Linked DNA regions of Mus musculus: regions 1, 3, 4 and 5 are each linked to region 2. A link is a contact called in public Hi-C, HiChIP or PLAC-seq, Micro-C and promoter capture Hi-C data. All regions are on one chromosome and are shown on one strand. The core of a region is the stretch at or near the end of the contact, and the rest is flanking DNA. Distances in the headings are between cores, read along the strand shown. Region 1 overlaps Scn4a (sodium channel, voltage-gated, type IV, alpha). Region 2 holds the start of Ern1 (endoplasmic reticulum (ER) to nucleus signalling 1). Region 3 overlaps Pecam1 (platelet/endothelial cell adhesion molecule 1). Region 4 has its middle 25 kb from the start of Tex2. Region 5 holds the start of Pecam1 (platelet/endothelial cell adhesion molecule 1).

What was found. A called contact is a pair of places that touch in the nucleus more often than the background predicts. HiChIP or PLAC-seq counts read pairs in DNA pulled down with a chosen protein or histone mark. Capture Hi-C pulls out chosen DNA fragments and counts their contacts.
Region 1: a Micro-C map of B cells shows a contact between it and region 2, with 2.4 times the contacts expected there. The contact joins the enhancer-like site here to the promoter of Ern1 in region 2. A contact is called at or near these places in 1 of 39 promoter capture datasets (the C10 cell line), 2 of 15 datasets of contacts at CTCF or cohesin (large pre-B cells and pro-B cells), 35 of 484 Hi-C or Micro-C datasets (B cells, the BV-2 cell line, the Ba/F3 cell line and 22 more), 7 of 115 datasets of contacts at active chromatin or transcription factors (bone marrow-derived dendritic cells, bone marrow-derived macrophages, embryonic limb bud and 3 more) and 1 of 9 other capture datasets (embryonic stem cells).
Region 3: a Hi-C map of the N1E-115 cell line shows a contact between it and region 2, with 3 times the contacts expected there. The contact joins the enhancer-like site here to the promoter of Ern1 in region 2. A contact is called at or near these places in 1 of 39 promoter capture datasets (cranial neural crest), 1 of 484 Hi-C or Micro-C datasets (the N1E-115 cell line), 1 of 115 datasets of contacts at active chromatin or transcription factors (pancreatic cancer cells) and 1 of 9 other capture datasets (adipose tissue).
Region 4: an H3K27ac HiChIP or PLAC-seq map of epiblast stem cells shows a contact between it and region 2. The contact joins the enhancer-like site here to the promoter of Ern1 in region 2. A contact is called at or near these places in 6 of 39 promoter capture datasets (the C10 cell line, cranial neural crest, liver and 2 more), 4 of 15 datasets of contacts at CTCF or cohesin (the NIH/3T3 cell line, hippocampal excitatory neurons, large pre-B cells and 1 more), 38 of 484 Hi-C or Micro-C datasets (the 4T1 cell line, the Ba/F3 cell line, CD4 T cells and 30 more), 22 of 115 datasets of contacts at active chromatin or transcription factors (the HPC-7 cell line, the SCID.adh cell line, Th17 cells and 14 more) and 3 of 9 other capture datasets (adipose tissue, liver and pancreatic islet).
Region 5: a contact with region 2 is called in a promoter capture Hi-C map of liver, with 2.6 times the contacts expected there. The contact joins the promoter of Pecam1 here to the promoter of Ern1 in region 2. A contact is called at or near these places in 7 of 39 promoter capture datasets (the C10 cell line, the HPC-7 cell line, cranial neural crest and 4 more), 2 of 115 datasets of contacts at active chromatin or transcription factors (bone marrow-derived macrophages and embryonic stem cells) and 2 of 9 other capture datasets (adipose tissue and liver).

The regions. Positions count from the first base shown.
Region 1 is chr11:106,333,883-106,336,691 of GRCm38.p6, forward strand. Scn4a (sodium channel, voltage-gated, type IV, alpha) reads right to left here. Exons shown (of 24, transcript NM_133199.2): 13 at 1,493-1,849. Among named protein-coding and RNA genes, the nearest start is that of Scn4a, 14 kb to the right of the region's middle. Within about 2 kb of position 1,504, at least 10 of the 459 cell types and tissues checked have an H3K27ac peak or open chromatin away from gene starts, as enhancers often do. A contact at or near this core is called in B cells and pro-B cells, where this site is marked.
Region 2 is chr11:106,486,473-106,489,282 of GRCm38.p6, forward strand. It overlaps Ern1 (endoplasmic reticulum (ER) to nucleus signalling 1), which reads right to left and starts at 1,324. Exons shown (of 22, transcript NM_023913.2): 1 at 1,145-1,324. The coding sequence starts at 1,204.
Region 3 is chr11:106,673,188-106,676,144 of GRCm38.p6, forward strand. The region is part of intron 13 of Pecam1 (platelet/endothelial cell adhesion molecule 1); the gene reads right to left. Among named protein-coding and RNA genes, the nearest start is that of Pecam1, 41 kb to the right of the region's middle. Within about 2 kb of position 1,649, at least 286 of the 459 cell types and tissues checked have an H3K27ac peak or open chromatin away from gene starts, as enhancers often do. A contact at or near this core is called in the N1E-115 cell line, adipose tissue and pancreatic cancer cells, where this site is marked.
Region 4 is chr11:106,636,693-106,639,645 of GRCm38.p6, forward strand. No RefSeq gene overlaps it. Among named protein-coding and RNA genes, the nearest start is that of Tex2, 25 kb to the left of the region's middle. Within about 2 kb of position 1,294, at least 44 of the 459 cell types and tissues checked have an H3K27ac peak or open chromatin away from gene starts, as enhancers often do. A contact at or near this core is called in epiblast stem cells, where this site is marked.
Region 5 is chr11:106,713,867-106,716,866 of GRCm38.p6, forward strand. It overlaps Pecam1 (platelet/endothelial cell adhesion molecule 1), which reads right to left and starts at 1,415. Exons shown (of 16, transcript NM_001305157.1): 1 at 1,153-1,415; 2 at 1,036-1,062. The coding sequence starts at 1,186.

The sequences.
Region 1 (2,809 bases), core at 254-2,753, 150 kb before region 2:
TGCTTGCAAACCTCAGTGCTTGAGTAGCTGAGGCAGGAAGATCTTGAGTTCAAGAATAGCCAAGGTAACAAACAAAGAAACAAACACACAAAAAGTGGCACAAAATGTTCTTGACTGCCCTTGTACAAAGAGCTAAGACTCCTAACTCTTTTAGCCACCCCAGCCCTTGAATCTACAGTCACAAACTTTGACTTCAAGCATGCCATCCCCCTGACTTCAGAACACTCTCTGAGGAACTGCAGTTCTGATTTCTCTCCTGTAGCTGTCCCACGGTCTCCTCCAGCTGGGGTGACACCCCCTCCCCCATCAGCACCAGCCCCCAGCCAGAGCTCAGCGATATCTGAGAAGCCCTGACCCAGCAGCCCACAATTCCTCCAGTCTTTGTGAAGGACATGTGGGCAGCCACTTCCACCCTCTGTTGCCCAGGGCAAGTGTCAGCCACCACAGGGGGCAGCTGAAGGCAGCACTAAGGAGCCCTGATGGAAGAGAGCTCTACCCCAAGTGGTAGTGGAGGATTTGGCCCCACCCTAGCCACAGATATGTTGGCCAGCTAGACCATGAGCCTCACCCCTGTCCTGCCTGCATCTCTTCCATGCACAGCACCCCCCCCCAAAAACCCTGGGTGTGCACACACAAATACAGCCTACAAGCTAGACATGGTACACAGCTTTACTAATGGGCCTCAGGAAACCGAGGCAGGAGGACTGCTGAAAGTTCTAGGCCAGTCTTGGATTATAGAGTGAGTCTCAAAAACAAACACTGTCTCTGAACCAGTGTGGCGCTCTGAGCCTAAGCTCTGGAGTTTGCAGAACTAAATTCTCCAAGGCTGGGGACAGGAACCTGTTTTAAGAAACTCCTACAGATTGTTAGGCGTACAATTTTGAAGCTCACTGAGAGGAGTCGTATAAAATTACCATCTTGGGAGGCGGGGCATAGAAAACATTTTTAAAGTTAGATTTCTTCATTTTATTTTATATATATTTTGCCTGTGTCTGTGTGTGTGTGTGTGTGTGTGTGTGTGTGTGTGTGTGGTGTACCACATGAGTGCCTGGTGCCAGAGGAGGTCAGAAGAGGACATTGATCCCTTGAAACTGGAGCTATGGATGATTAGAAACCACCATGTGGGTGCTGGGAACTAAACCCAATCCTCTGCAAAAGCAACAAGTGCTTTTAACTGCTGAGCTATCTCTCCAGCCCCCAGTGGTTTTTGTTGTTTGTTTGATTGTTTGTTAGACAGCCTTGCTCTAGAGCCCAGGCCGTAGGGGCATTCACTAACTAGCCCAGACTATATTTGAACTCTCCGAGATCCTCCGTATCAGCTTCCAGAGTGCTGGGATTATGGTGTCCACCACCACCAGGCCCCCAAAGACCAAGAATTTTATACAGCTATACCTTAATGAACAAGCCCCTCAAAAGAGAAAGAAAGGAACTTGACATGCTTCATGGATTTCCTATGTAAGAGTCAGGAAGCTCGCCTGACAGCCTCACTTACCACCAGGTTGCCAATGACCATGACCATGAGGAAGACGGTGAGGCACATGGCCTGGCCGGCCACTTCCATGCAGTCCCACATGGTCTCGATCCACTCCCCACAGAGGATGCGGAAGACGATGAGGAAGGAGTGGAAGAAATCGTGCATGTGCCAGCGGGGCAGGCTGCAGTCTGAGGCAATCTTGCACACGCATTCCTTATAGCTCTTGCCAAACAGCTGCATGCCCACCACGGCGAAGATGAAGACGATGATGGCCAACACCAGGGTCAGGTTGCCCAGCGCACCCACTGAGTTGCCAATGATTTTGATGAGCATGTTGAGTGTTGGCCATGACTTGGCCAGCTTGAAGACACGCAGCTGCCAAGAAGAGACAATCCGAGTATGAATGAGTTTTGGGTCCACCAGCCAACCCCAATCCCAGCGAGCCCCAGGAGGAAGAGCAATGTCCAACAGTCTTAAACCCCACCTTCCTGATGAGCAACTTCAGTTTGTCTCTCTGTTATTGGATGTTTATGTCTTACCCCTCCTGTCATCCACATTTAAAAGTAAGATGTTCTTATCCATTGAAGATAAAGTCTGAAGTATTTACAAGCAAGATTATATACCAGGATTTGCTTTAATGTATTCTCTTCAGGGCTGGAGAGATGGCTTAGCAGTTAAGAGCACTGACTGCTCTTCCAGAGGTCCTGAGTTCAAATCCCAGCAACCCCATGGTGGCTCACAACCATCTGTAATGAAATCTGATGCCCTCCATGAAATCTGACGACCTCCTCTTCTGGTGTGTCTGAAGACAGCTAAAGTGTACTCACGTATAATAAATAAATAAATCTTTAAAAATTAAAAAAAAATGTTCTCTTCAATAAGAGGAGATCATTGAAACAAGAATTGCAGTGTGTGGGGCTGGAGAGTTGGCTCTGCAGTTAAAAGCACAGACTGCTCTTCCAGAGGACCTGTGCTCAGTTCCCAGCACCCATATTTGGTGGTCCACAACCACCAACAACTCCAGCTCCAGGGGATCCAACATCCTCTTCTGGATTCTACAAGCACAGACATGTGGCATACAGACACACACACATATAAAATTTAAAATATTTTTAAAGATAAAATTACGATCAATATGGTGGTGGCTGTTGGGTTGGAGACAGACACCCAAGGGGCTATTATACTTCTGCTACACTCTCTGCTGTTTGCACCCTCCTGATGACGTTTAAAAAATAGGAGTGAGCCGGGCGTGGTGGCACACGCCTTTAGTCCCAGCACTCGGGAGGCAGGGGCAGGCGGACTTCTGAGTTCGAGGCCAACCTGGTCTACAAAGTG
Region 2 (2,810 bases), core at 74-2,573:
AAACAAACCAACTTGAATTTGAAAAAGTAGACCTTCTTTAATACTTCAGTAGTCTCTAAATTCTAATTTGTTATTCTGAGAGCACAGACAATTATTTACCTACAAGGCATAAGAGTTCAAAGAGTTGGCCGCGGCTGGCCCGCGGGTCTCCACACATGTCAGTCTTCCACCAGGACACCTGGTACATGATATGCCATATTAAAGGGAACACGGTACCTTCAAAGAGGTCATTAAATAGAACCAGCACAAGTGTACCATGCCCACATCCTGAAAAGTGCATTTTAAAAAAATTTTAAAGCCCCCAGTTCTTCCAACCAGAAGATGAAAATAGCCATGTCCGCCTACAAAATGTCCTCTTTAGCCAAAGTGTTCAAATCCTGAGTGGATAAAGAGTTAAATAAATATAAACCGATATTCTTCTCAAAAAAAAAAAAAAAAAAAGCGAAGACGTTTCTGACGGCCCCGCACGTGAGACAGCTTTAAGTTTTGCAGTACAACTCTGGCCCACACACCGGGTCTTTAAAAGGATCCAATGCCCACAGCTTAACTTGTTTAATGACACCTTCACTGTCTAGCAAAATTACTAGTAGGAAGCCCCCTGCCTCCGAATACAAAGAAACCTTCGGGTCAGGTAGGCAGAAACCAGCGGCGGCTGGCTAAAAACGCCGTGCCCATTCCCGGCTTCAAACGCTTTCCAAAGTCTCATTTAAAAACAAAACAAAACAAAAAACTTTCGAGTAAAGACTCAAAACTCCAGTCCACCACCCGCTTCCCCCGGCTTCGGGTGTCCATCCGCGGCCACGGCGGCAGTGCGGGCGCCCACCTGTGGAGACCGCGGGGCAGGTGGGCAGCGCGCCCAGGGCCCGGCCTTTGGGAGACAGCTCCGAGTCGCGCGCGTCCCGGGCCGTGGAGCCGCTCGCGGTCTGCCTCGGCCGCGCTGGCCCCGGAGGCGCCTCCGGAGGCGGACGCCAGTGTGTGGCCGGCCGACGCAGCTCCCACCGCCAAGCCTCCCGCAGCTGCCTCAGCCCAGGCGCCGGGCCTCCCGCCGCTGCGGCCCGGCTCGGACGCCAGCCCCCGCCACCGCGCGACTCTCCTCTGGCCGCGAGCCGGCCCGTCCCCGCACCGCACTCCCCTGGTTACTCACCCCGGGGCCGGGCGGCGGTAGCAGCAGCGCCAGCAGGAGCAACAGCCACCGGGCCGGCATGGCAGGACGTGGCCCTGACTCCGGGCCCCGCCGGCCGGTTCTGGAGCCCGCGCGAACAGAGGGCTGGACGGGGGCGCCGCAACGACAGCGCGGCACCGGCGGAGGATCGGTGGACACGGAGCTGACTGGGCGGCGGCGACACCCCCATTCCCAGCCCTATAAGTGCCTTGTGTCCCGGCTTCTTCCGGTCGGGGCGGGCTTTAGGGCGGTCCCGGGGGCGGGGGCTGTGAGAGGCGGAGTCACTGCCTGGATGGGGAGGAGCCTATGTTGTTTTGTGGGCGTGGTAAGAGTGGGAGGGTGGGGTTAGAGGCCAACGCGGTGCTAGCTTCTAGCTGCCTCCTATCCTGGGCGCTAGAAGCCGAAGACCAACTCTTGGCTTTGGGTATTTGTGGACGCTGTGCTTCTGAATGAAGAAGCTTGTTCGCAAGCCAAGGGAAAATGACATGTTGCCCCACAGGAAGTCCCACTCGCCCGATGAAGAACCCGAGGCGCCAGGCTTGCCCACAACCCTCCGTCTCCCTGCTGCCGGCCACCACTTACAAGGGTTGTCTAAGCGACCTCTAGAGCAGAGCAAGGGTTTCAGCAGCTGGCGGAAATTCGACCCTGAGACGCAGCCTTAGAGTTCACTGACGAGGGTCCTCCAGCTGTGCCTCATCCAGCCCGAAGGCCCCTTTCTTCCCTAGCCTTGCCCCTCAGGAATTCCCCGAAAGTCATGTCCAGCAGCCATCCGTTCCTCTCGGGATGAACAACAGCCAACTCATTCACCAAAAATTATAAGGAAATCATGCGGGCCTCTCGTGTCACATGTGTTTATGTGACCTTTGTAGATGTGGCCTGGTGAAGCTTGAGAGGACATGTGTCACAACTCTTTGGAGGTGGGCTGAGGACTCCAAGGTCTATTTAAGGGTGTGGATTATTAATCAGAACTAATGAGCCCAATAAGTTGTTTGGTCACTGGGTCCCAAGCTGCCCTCCTCTGAGTTGGAAGAGGGAGAACTTGTTTATAATAGGAAAGACAAAACATTCAGTGCTCAAGGAAAAAGTAGCTTATTATTCTAGTAGAAAAAGGGAGTTGCTGGGAGTGTAGTTCTGTTGGTACAGCACTTGCATAGTCTGCGAGAGAGGTACTGGGCTACATCTCCAGCCCTCCCAATATTGGATGTGTTGCCTCACACCTGAAATCCCAGCACCCTGGGGGTGGAGACAGGATCCGAAGTTCTAAGTAATCCTTGGCTACCTAGTGAGTTTGAAGCCAACCCAGATTATGTGGGGCCACGGGAGAACCGGAGCAAATTCTCTGTTTCCCCTGGCTTGCTCCTTTGACAGCCCGTTGGAATTTTCAGGTTTTTGAAGAGAAAAGGTTATCCTAGGGGGGGAAAAAACCGCAAAGAGGTAGTATATGATAGGTAGGGATTAGGGGTGTGTTGGGCTAAGGGCCCAGTCAGTATGTGCTTTGGGTCAACTCTATCCAATGGTAACAGACAGAACTGTCCCTAGGAAGACCAATCCTATTCCTGCCTCTACCCCCACAACCTGGAACAGCTCCCACCATGCTGCAGAAGCCAGCACCAGCTTGGGAAGGGAATTTTGGGCAAGTTTGAAAGCA
Region 3 (2,957 bases), core at 399-2,898, 190 kb after region 2:
TTGTTCCCACAGTTGTCTGCCCTGGTGGATTCCCAAGGTCTTATAGAGCAAAGGCCCAGCTTAGGCTCCACCCCACCCCACCAGTCAGGCTTTGCATAGTCTTCCAGTCAGTCTTGGCTATCCCTAGCATTGTCTGCAAGGTAATGAAGGAAAAGCATCAGCCCAGGCCCTGAAGCATTGCCGACCTTGAACTTCAGAAGGTCGAGGCACAGTTAGCCCCTTCCTGAGATTTCCTGTCTATGTAATAAGGAGCACGCCACAGGACTGGTAGGTAGGCTGTGGGACTAAAGTCTAGGTTTCTCATTAGACACTGGATGTGGGTGGCTGTATAAATCCTGTATGACAGAGAAAGGCCAGGAGTGGTCCACATCATCACAGCAGAACTTGGGGCACCCAGAATGATGAAGGCGTTGCAGAAGGAATTAAAGTCACTTCCCAAGGCAGGAGTTGGAGGTCAGTAAAGTAGCTGAGATCCCAGTTCCCCAGTGTAAAGACATCTGCCTAAGAGAACTATTGAGAAACAACAGGATCCCATGCAAGCAGAGACTGAAACTCCAGGCGTCTCCAAGACGCCTTCTACACACCAAGAGATCCATTTAACGACTGTACACATCTCCTATGTGACCTCAACCACTAAAGAAGAAAATGTAGATCCGGTTCTAGCTTTCAGGTGCTCTAGGCTTCAGGGAAGACAGATGTGCCAAGAATGTTAATGAGCTGAAGATGTGGTTCAGTGATACAGTACCAGCTCAGCATGTGCAAGGCTCTGGGTTCAAGCCCCAGTGCAAGCAAACAAATAAACAAACAAATACCACAGGGCTGGGAGATGGCTCAGTGGGTAAGAGCACTTGCTGCACAAACGTAAGAACCTGAGCTGGAATCCTGAACCCAAATCCCAGACAATCTGGGGCATAGCTGTAGGCACCTATAACCCCAGCAATTGTTAGGGGCAGAGGTAAGAGGGCTGACTGCTAGGGTTGGCTGGCTGCCAGCCTAGATCCAGGATCAGCAGGAGACTGTCTCAAAAGAATAAGGTAGTGGGAGACTGAGCATAAATTAGACACCTGACATAAATTAGAGTCCATGACTTCTGCATGTACTCAGAGACAGGTGTATCCTAACACACAACACACACACACACACACACACACACACACACAGCTAAAAATAACTGCGTGATAACTGCTATAAGATGTCGTCCATAAGAAGCAAGTCTAGACCTTCCTCTGCCCTAGCCTAACAAGGAGCTAGGATAGAAGGGACATGAATTGGGATGAGGGTGAGGTGAGGGCTGGGTGGGCTGGGCAGCCAAACATGGGTGGGGTTAGCCTGGACATCTTGTGAACTCCACTGTTCCAGGTACCTCTCTGGTCTCCTTGGCAACAGTTTGATATTCTCTGGACCTCAGCGGCTTCAGGCTGTGCCTACCTCAAGTCAGGAAGGGATGCTTTCCACTTCTAGACTGAGCTGCATGGTCTATGCTTGCCCCTGGTTTTGCCCAGCTCAGTAAGAGGGGGTGGGGGCGGGGGTAGGGGAGGAGCAGGGTGCAGCTGCTCACTGCCCTTCCCCCTCTCATGTCTCCTTGGCAGCAGCTGCCTGCTAAAGACTAGCCCAGGCCAGGAGCTGTTTGTCTCTGCTTGTCAGAGGCGTTTCCTGATGGGTCTCTATTTTGGTTTCTGTTTTTCTCTGTGCTAACAGAGAAAGAGACGGCTCCAACGTCATGGGGTTTTCCCAGCAATTAGCCTCGGAGCAAACAGACAGCAAATCGGGATTTAATGAGTTCCTTCCCGTCCTCCTCCATCCGCAGTGACCACTTGGTGAGCTGCCAGCCAGGGTTAGATCTGGACCCGGTCCCCATAGCCTCCTCCAATTGTGTAGGATGAGAGACCTTGAGAACAGGGGACCAGGCTGGCAGGCACTAGCTCATATTTAGTCATCATTGACCTTGAACCCACAAAGCCCTTCTTTCTTCACCTAGCAATCAATGCCCTTGTCCCTGCTTGGGGGAGAACAAGGGGCCAGCACCAGTGGTCCAGACCTGAGTTCCTCACTGTCCTTCTTCAACAAGGAGGAAACACAATTTGTATCCTCTTAAGTTCCCCTTGCCACCCAAACGACCTTTGTTCTAGAATCTTCCCCAGAGCCCTGACTGGGCAACTAGTGCAAGCTGGGAAATGTAACTGATAGCTTGGCTGCAAGGGACGGCTGCAGAATCTATCGAGGGAAGCCAGAGGCAATTGCCACGGTCCCACCCTATTCTAGGAACTGCCACACTTCCTCTATTCAATCCTTCCACACTCTCAAGAAAGCAAAAGAACACCAGATACAAGGACACTCTCCCAACAAAAGGGAAATGGAGCCTTTCCCAGGGCCAGTGATGCTTCCTTCTTCCCTCTTCAGCTTTCGGAACTCCCAGCGCACAGGCACGCGCTCCCACACAAGTATCATGCACAACCCTCAGGCTGCTGCCTGCCCAGACCTGGGCCTGGACCACTGTGGGAGGATGGATTCAGCCTGGTATCCGAGCCCGGGGTGACAGGCAACTTGAGGATGTTCTGTACAGACAAGAGAGCAGGGATTTGGTCCCCTGTGCCTGGAGCTGTCAGTGTTCCCCCACCACGGTAGAATGCAGCAGTCCAGAACAGAAAGGATGGTGTAGCCGGCTCTGATCTTGCCATTCAACCCTTAAGCTAGCACCTTCCCTTACCTCTAGGAAGAAGAAAGATGTTACCTGGGTTGGCAAGCCCAGGATGCAGTCGAAGCCCAGGCTGGACCAGTGACAGCTGATACTGATCACTCTACAGTTTCATCTGTCCTGGCTTGCCTCTGAGCTCCAGACCCCTGAGCTTCCTACTCTAGGGTGTCTCACCGGCATCTTAGACTTAACCCAGTCAAACCGGATCTTATCCTCAAACACCACAGCCGTCCATGCAGCTACTCCAGCAAGAAATATAGGG
Region 4 (2,953 bases), core at 44-2,543, 150 kb after region 2:
AAACGCACACGGAGAAGGCAGCATTCAGACAGCCAAAAGGTGCTAGACTCTCTACTGGGGACTGGAGAGATGGCTCAGCCATCTCTGTTTAATGAATGCTCTTCCAGAAGATCCAAGTTTGGTTCCCATCATCTATATGGGGTAGCTCAAAGCCACTTGGAACTCTCACCCCTGGAGATATGTTGCTCTATGCTAATTACACAATGGCTGGGCAGAATGGAGAATAGGGTGGGAAGTCCACAAAGGGTGGGGGTGCTGAACCATGAGGAAGGGGGGTCATTGAGAAGAGATCATCAGGGCTGGAGAGGTGGCTCAGCAGGTAAGAGCACTGATTGCTCTTCTGGAGGTCATGAGTTCAAATCCCAGCAATCATAAGGTGGCTCACAACCATCTGTAATGGGATTTGGTGCCCTCTTCTGGTGTGTCTGAAGACACCTACAGTGTACTCATAAATGAAATAAATAAATCAATCTTTTTTTTTTTTTTTTTAAGCTGCTGGCCTTGAGCAAAGTAAATTGGTATAATCCTGAAATCCCAGCACTCAGAAGGCAGAGGCAAACTCTATGAGGTCAGACTGGTCTACAGAGTGAGTTCCAGGGCAGCCAGGGATCTGTTACACAGAGAAACCTTGTCTTGAAAAAAAACTAAAAATAAATAAATAAATAAGGAAATCGTAACTAGAAGAAGATGGCCCCATCTTCTCTTGTCTTTCCCGTGTCGTAGGAGGATGGAAATTACCTCACACAAATTGTCAGGAAATGTTCTCTTGTTTTCAATACTCAAAGACGTGCCACTGAGATTCCATCACTCATGTCACTCAGATCCATTCAAAGACAAGCCGGTCCCAGGGAATGGCAGCCCTCCACTCAGCGAGACACACACTTCCAGGAGAGAGGCAAGTGACTAATTCTCTCAATTACAATTTATTCTTCCCCCTTTTGTTCTTACAGGTAGAAGGAAAGACATAATAAAACTCCTTAAGTCCGGCAGAGAAAAACAACACAAAATTCTATTTGAAGCTGGAAGTAATCACTCTGCCTACGGTTCTAAGAAAAATAAACAAACCAAGGCGCTCTAAATAAACACTTAGAGCTGCCCCAAGTCAGCCAGAAAACCCTGGTGAGTTGGGAAGAGGGCCTAGAGGAATTGTTTGGCTCCCTGGGGTGCTGCTCTGCCTGGACTTTGTGCTCTGGCTAATCCTCTCCCCATCCCATCCGGGCAATCCAGCCAGTCATACCAGTTTCCCAGCTCTCTCACAGCGTGGGGCCTCCACAGCACCTCTCATGTCTGACCTGTCAAGCCAGCTGACTGAGCTATACACTCGGTAGCTTCCGGACCGCCAACCCTGAACTTGGCTGGTTCCCTTCAGGCTACAGGTTTTTTTTGTTTGTTTTTGAGACAGGGTCTCACTATGTGGCTCTAAGCTGTCCTGCAACTTACTATGTAGACGAGGCTGGCCTCAAACTCACAGAGATCTGCCTGCGTCTGCCTCCCTGTGCTGGGGTTAAAGGCAGGCACCGTCGCATCCTGCTCAAGCAAAGAGAAAGTTATAATGAACTTAGATGTGTGTGTGTGTGTGTGTGTGTGTGTGTGTGTGTGTGTGTGTGTGTGTTCAGAGACAGAGAGGGACACAGAGAGAGACAGACAGACAGAGAGAAAGACAGACACACACACACACAGATACAGAGAGAATTAATGTCGTTTTAAGGGGCACTGTTTAGGCGATTAGCAATATTTTTGTACAATAACCAAGATCTTCAATGCATAAATCTTCCCTTTTGATATGTCTTATAAAAGGCAGTATGCCGCAGCAGGAGGGGGAGCCTGAGCTGGGCCCAGGCTGAGGCATCCCCTGCAGGAATTATCCACAGGACAGGTCTGGTATAAAAGGAAGTTTATTTGGCATCTGAGAAGGGAGTGGAGACAGATAAAAGGGGGACAGAGAAAGAAGGGGAGATGCCAGCCAGGAACACGTGGGAAGACAGGAAGAAGATGGGGAGGGATGGAGAGAGGGAGGGAAGGAGGGAGAGAGGGAGAGGGGAAGGGAGAGGGGAGAGAGAGGATGGAGAGTTAAGAGCCAGGCTGTTGCTAGGTAACTGTTGGGTGGAGCCGAGAGGAAAAGGTAGCAACTTTGCCTTGAGACAGGGTTTTGTTGTTGCTTTATTTTTGGCATTTTTGAGACAGATTTCTCTGTGGAACAACTCTGCTGTCCGGGAGCTGGAGGCCTCTGCCTCCCAAGTGCTGGTATTAAAGGCATTTGCCACAGAGACAGTTTATGTAGCCCAGGCTGTCCTTTAACTTGCGGTGTACCCAGGGATGACCTTGAATCTCTTGCTTCTACCTCCCAGTGCTGGGATTGAACCCTGGGCTTCCTGTGCAAGGGGTGCGCACTCTACTGACTGAGCTACACCCCAGCCTTGGTTTCCACCAATAGATGGAGTCACTGAGAGAGAGAAAAAGGTTTCTTAGTCCTTGGAACCAACTGTGCCTACATCTTCCCAAGAACAACTGTGGCACATCCCTCTCTGCCTTCAGCTTCCCGGGACGCTCGTCTCATTGCGCACCCCCTCCCCCCAATTATGACCACTTTGGGCAGAAAAGAATACAAGAATAGTCACTATTAAATGTGAGAGAAAAATTGCCTAGCTGAGAGCTTTTGAAAGAGGGGCATTTAGCGAGCTTTTGACGCCTAATTACTGTTTAATCAATCCAGGAACGCAGAGACTGGTTATTTGCCTGCTGCAGAGGCTGGGAATTGCAATGCATGGCTGGTAATTTTGCCAGTGTTGGGAGTGCCCTTCAATAGGCTTTTCCAGGCTTCCTTCCTACTCTGGCTGAAGCCTATAAAGTCCCTCCCCGCTACACACTTATCTAAGCAGCCCCCTCAGTAAACTGCAACTTAGCAGAGAGGCTCACAAGACAAGCAGGGACTGGCTGGCTGCCATGGTGCTGC
Region 5 (3,000 bases), core at 165-2,664, 230 kb after region 2:
CTCACAGACCACAGCCCTCCCCACCCTGGGGCCACAGCTCCATCCCTGGCTCAACTCAGCCCTGTCACGTTCTTCAGCTCAAAAATGCCTGCAGCCCAGCATCCCTAGTCTTCCCACACTGGAATAACTTTTGACTGAGCCAGTGTAATCTGTGGCCTTCTTCCTGACCCACAATCCCTGGGCTGGGCTGAGCCTCTTCCTTCAGAGTCTCTGATGGACGGAGCGAGACAGATCCTCTTAATCTGAAAAATTCGGAGGTTCCGAATCAGCTCTCGAGTGGATGATAGGTCTGACTTTAAAGACAGGCAGAACCCTTCCCCACAAGCAAGCTCAGATAGGAGCGGAGCCTCCCCGGTGGGAGGGAAAGGGGATCTGGCTGGTCCTTTTTGTTACTCTCTTAGGACAGAGGGAGTCCTGACACCCATTTACTGTCTGCTCCTTCAGCCTCCATAGTCTGTCAAGTCAACTGAGTCTCATTTGTAAATTAAAACAAGTGAAAGGAAAAAAAAATACTTTTTTAAGTTTTTATTTTTTGGGAGTCGGTTTTGTACTGTTTCACGTAGTAGCTCAGGCCTCCCTCAAACTCCTATGGAGCCGAAGCTGGACTTCACTACTGATCTTTCTGTGTCTGTTTTCCAAGTACTGGGATTACAGACTCTAAATCCAAGCGAATAAAGAGAAGAGTTTGAAAGTAAACAATTAGAGGCATAGTATGATGTAAAAAGAAATAGCTTATGACAGAAAGACCACAAACATATAAGGAATCATATATATACATATATACATATAAGGAATTTTTTTAAAAAAACCCATCTCTCCCATTCCAACAAACAGAAACCCACCAAGATGTAAGACTGGTGTTCAGCAATTTTCTCCTACACCGCTGTCTCTAATACACACTCTTTGAACCTTGATTTAGAACAAGGCTTTGAGAGTTTTCTTAGTTGTTGTAAACACCAACCCTAAGCAGTCTGACATGAGTTAATTTCAGAAAAGACACAAAGAAGGAAGCCATGTGAAAATACCAGGACTTACAGTTTTCCTCAGCCTGGAGGCTTGCATCTGGAAGAGAAAGAAAAAGAAAGCCAATCTGTTGATTTCACGAATTCAAGTCTCATAAGAAGGGAAGAAGGAAGCAGGTTAGAAACTCACAGAGCACCAGCGTGAGTCCCAGAGCCAGGAGCATCTTGTCTGCCGACTGAGGCCCACCTCAGCTGAATCCTGAAAGACTTCTGCAGACTGAAGCACTCAGCTAGTTCTGTCTTCCGGCCATGCCTCAGGGGCAGAATTCTCTTGCCTGCCACAGACCAGAAGCCTGCTGTGTGAAAAGCAGAAACAACTCTGACAACCTCTCCAGGCGCGCAGAGACCAGCTCTGGTACTTGTCAGGTAATGGCGGCCATAGCTGGAAACCAAGAACAATGAGGTCTGGGCTGGCCTGATATCTCCTCAGGAAATGACTGGCCTTCCGGAGGGACCACTGAACCCAATGGCTTTGTCTAGAAGAGGAGAAAACAACAACAACAACCAAAAAAACCCACAAGTAGCATTTGCCTCAAAGTTCTTGCGCTTCTAGCCTCATCTGGGTTTGGGGACTTCTTCTCCTGACAGGACAAGGAGGTTTTATTTCCACTCAAAAGTGCTTTTGTGGGATACCTAGCAAGACCTGTTTGCCTTTCCTGTGGGCTCCCTATGGGGGCTGTATCCATAGAGTGTAAATCTGGGCCTCCTATCCTGCACTGGCCAGCTTCTCCGACAATATGCAGTCCTTGTGAGGAACGCTACTGGTGGCTCAGTAGAAAGAGGGATTTTCTTAAGCCGCTGCAGTGGTCCCTGATCACCGGCTTAGTCACCAAAGGAGCCCCTTTGGCTGTTTGTGTATGTGTGTTTGTGTGTGTGTTTGTGTGTGTGTGACTGTGTATGTATGTATGTATGTGTGTTTGTGTGTGTGTGTGACTGGGTGTATATGTGTTTGTGTGGAACTGTGGGTGTATGTGTGTGTCTGTGACTGTGGGTATATATGTGTGTGTAGTACACACTACTTTCCCCACTGCCAATTCCCAACCTTTCTTATTAAACATTTATTTATTTGTGTATGTGGAAGTAGGGTAGAATGCATGTGTACCACTATGTATTGGGGGGGGTGTGTCAGAGGTCAACGTGTAGAAATTCTCTCCTTCCATTATGTGAGTCCCAGGATCAAACTTAGATCATCAGACTCGACAGCTGGCACCTTTCTCCAGTGAACCGTCCTGTCCCCCTTTCATGCATGTTCATGAGAGAATGAATACATTTTGAGGGAGGAGTGTCTGTGTGCCTGTGTGTGCTTGGAAGCCAGAAGAGGCGATTGTCACGTTCTCCAGAGGTGATGGGACCTGAAATCCAGTCCTCATGATTGCTCTTAATTGCCAAGTCATCTCTCCAGTCCCCAGCTCACCCCTTCTCCCTCCTCCCGACACCCTCCTCCCCTACCATCGGGCTAACATTCCCTTTTCCCTCCCTTCATCCCTTCCTTCTTTATTCTGACCCAGGGGATGGCTAAATGGCAAGATGCCTTTGAACACAACCCTCCCATCACAGACAAACACCCGAGATTGCAGATGTGTGTTTAGCCTTGCCTCCTACGGAATTTTCTAGACTATAAATTGGTTTCTCTCCCTTTGATGTTTGAAAGGTTGTAACATTCTCTGGGAAAAGGCAGACCCCAGGCCTCCCTTACCCAGTTCTTGCTCACCCCCTTGCTTCCCCCTCTACCTTGGAATCATACCACTTCCTTCTTCGCCCTGAGCTCTAGTTGCTAAGGTGTTAAGTTCCCAGAATGCATCACATGCCTTTCTCATTGCTGCTCGCCTTCCTCTCTTCTTTTCTGACTAATCGTTACTCAGTTTCTCCTTACTCATCAATTTCTCTAGAAATGTCCCCACTCTTTCTCAAACTGAGCTGACTTCCTCCACGTTCCTTTGCCTCCCCAGACTTCTTCCTGTCAGATCCTTCCTACCGC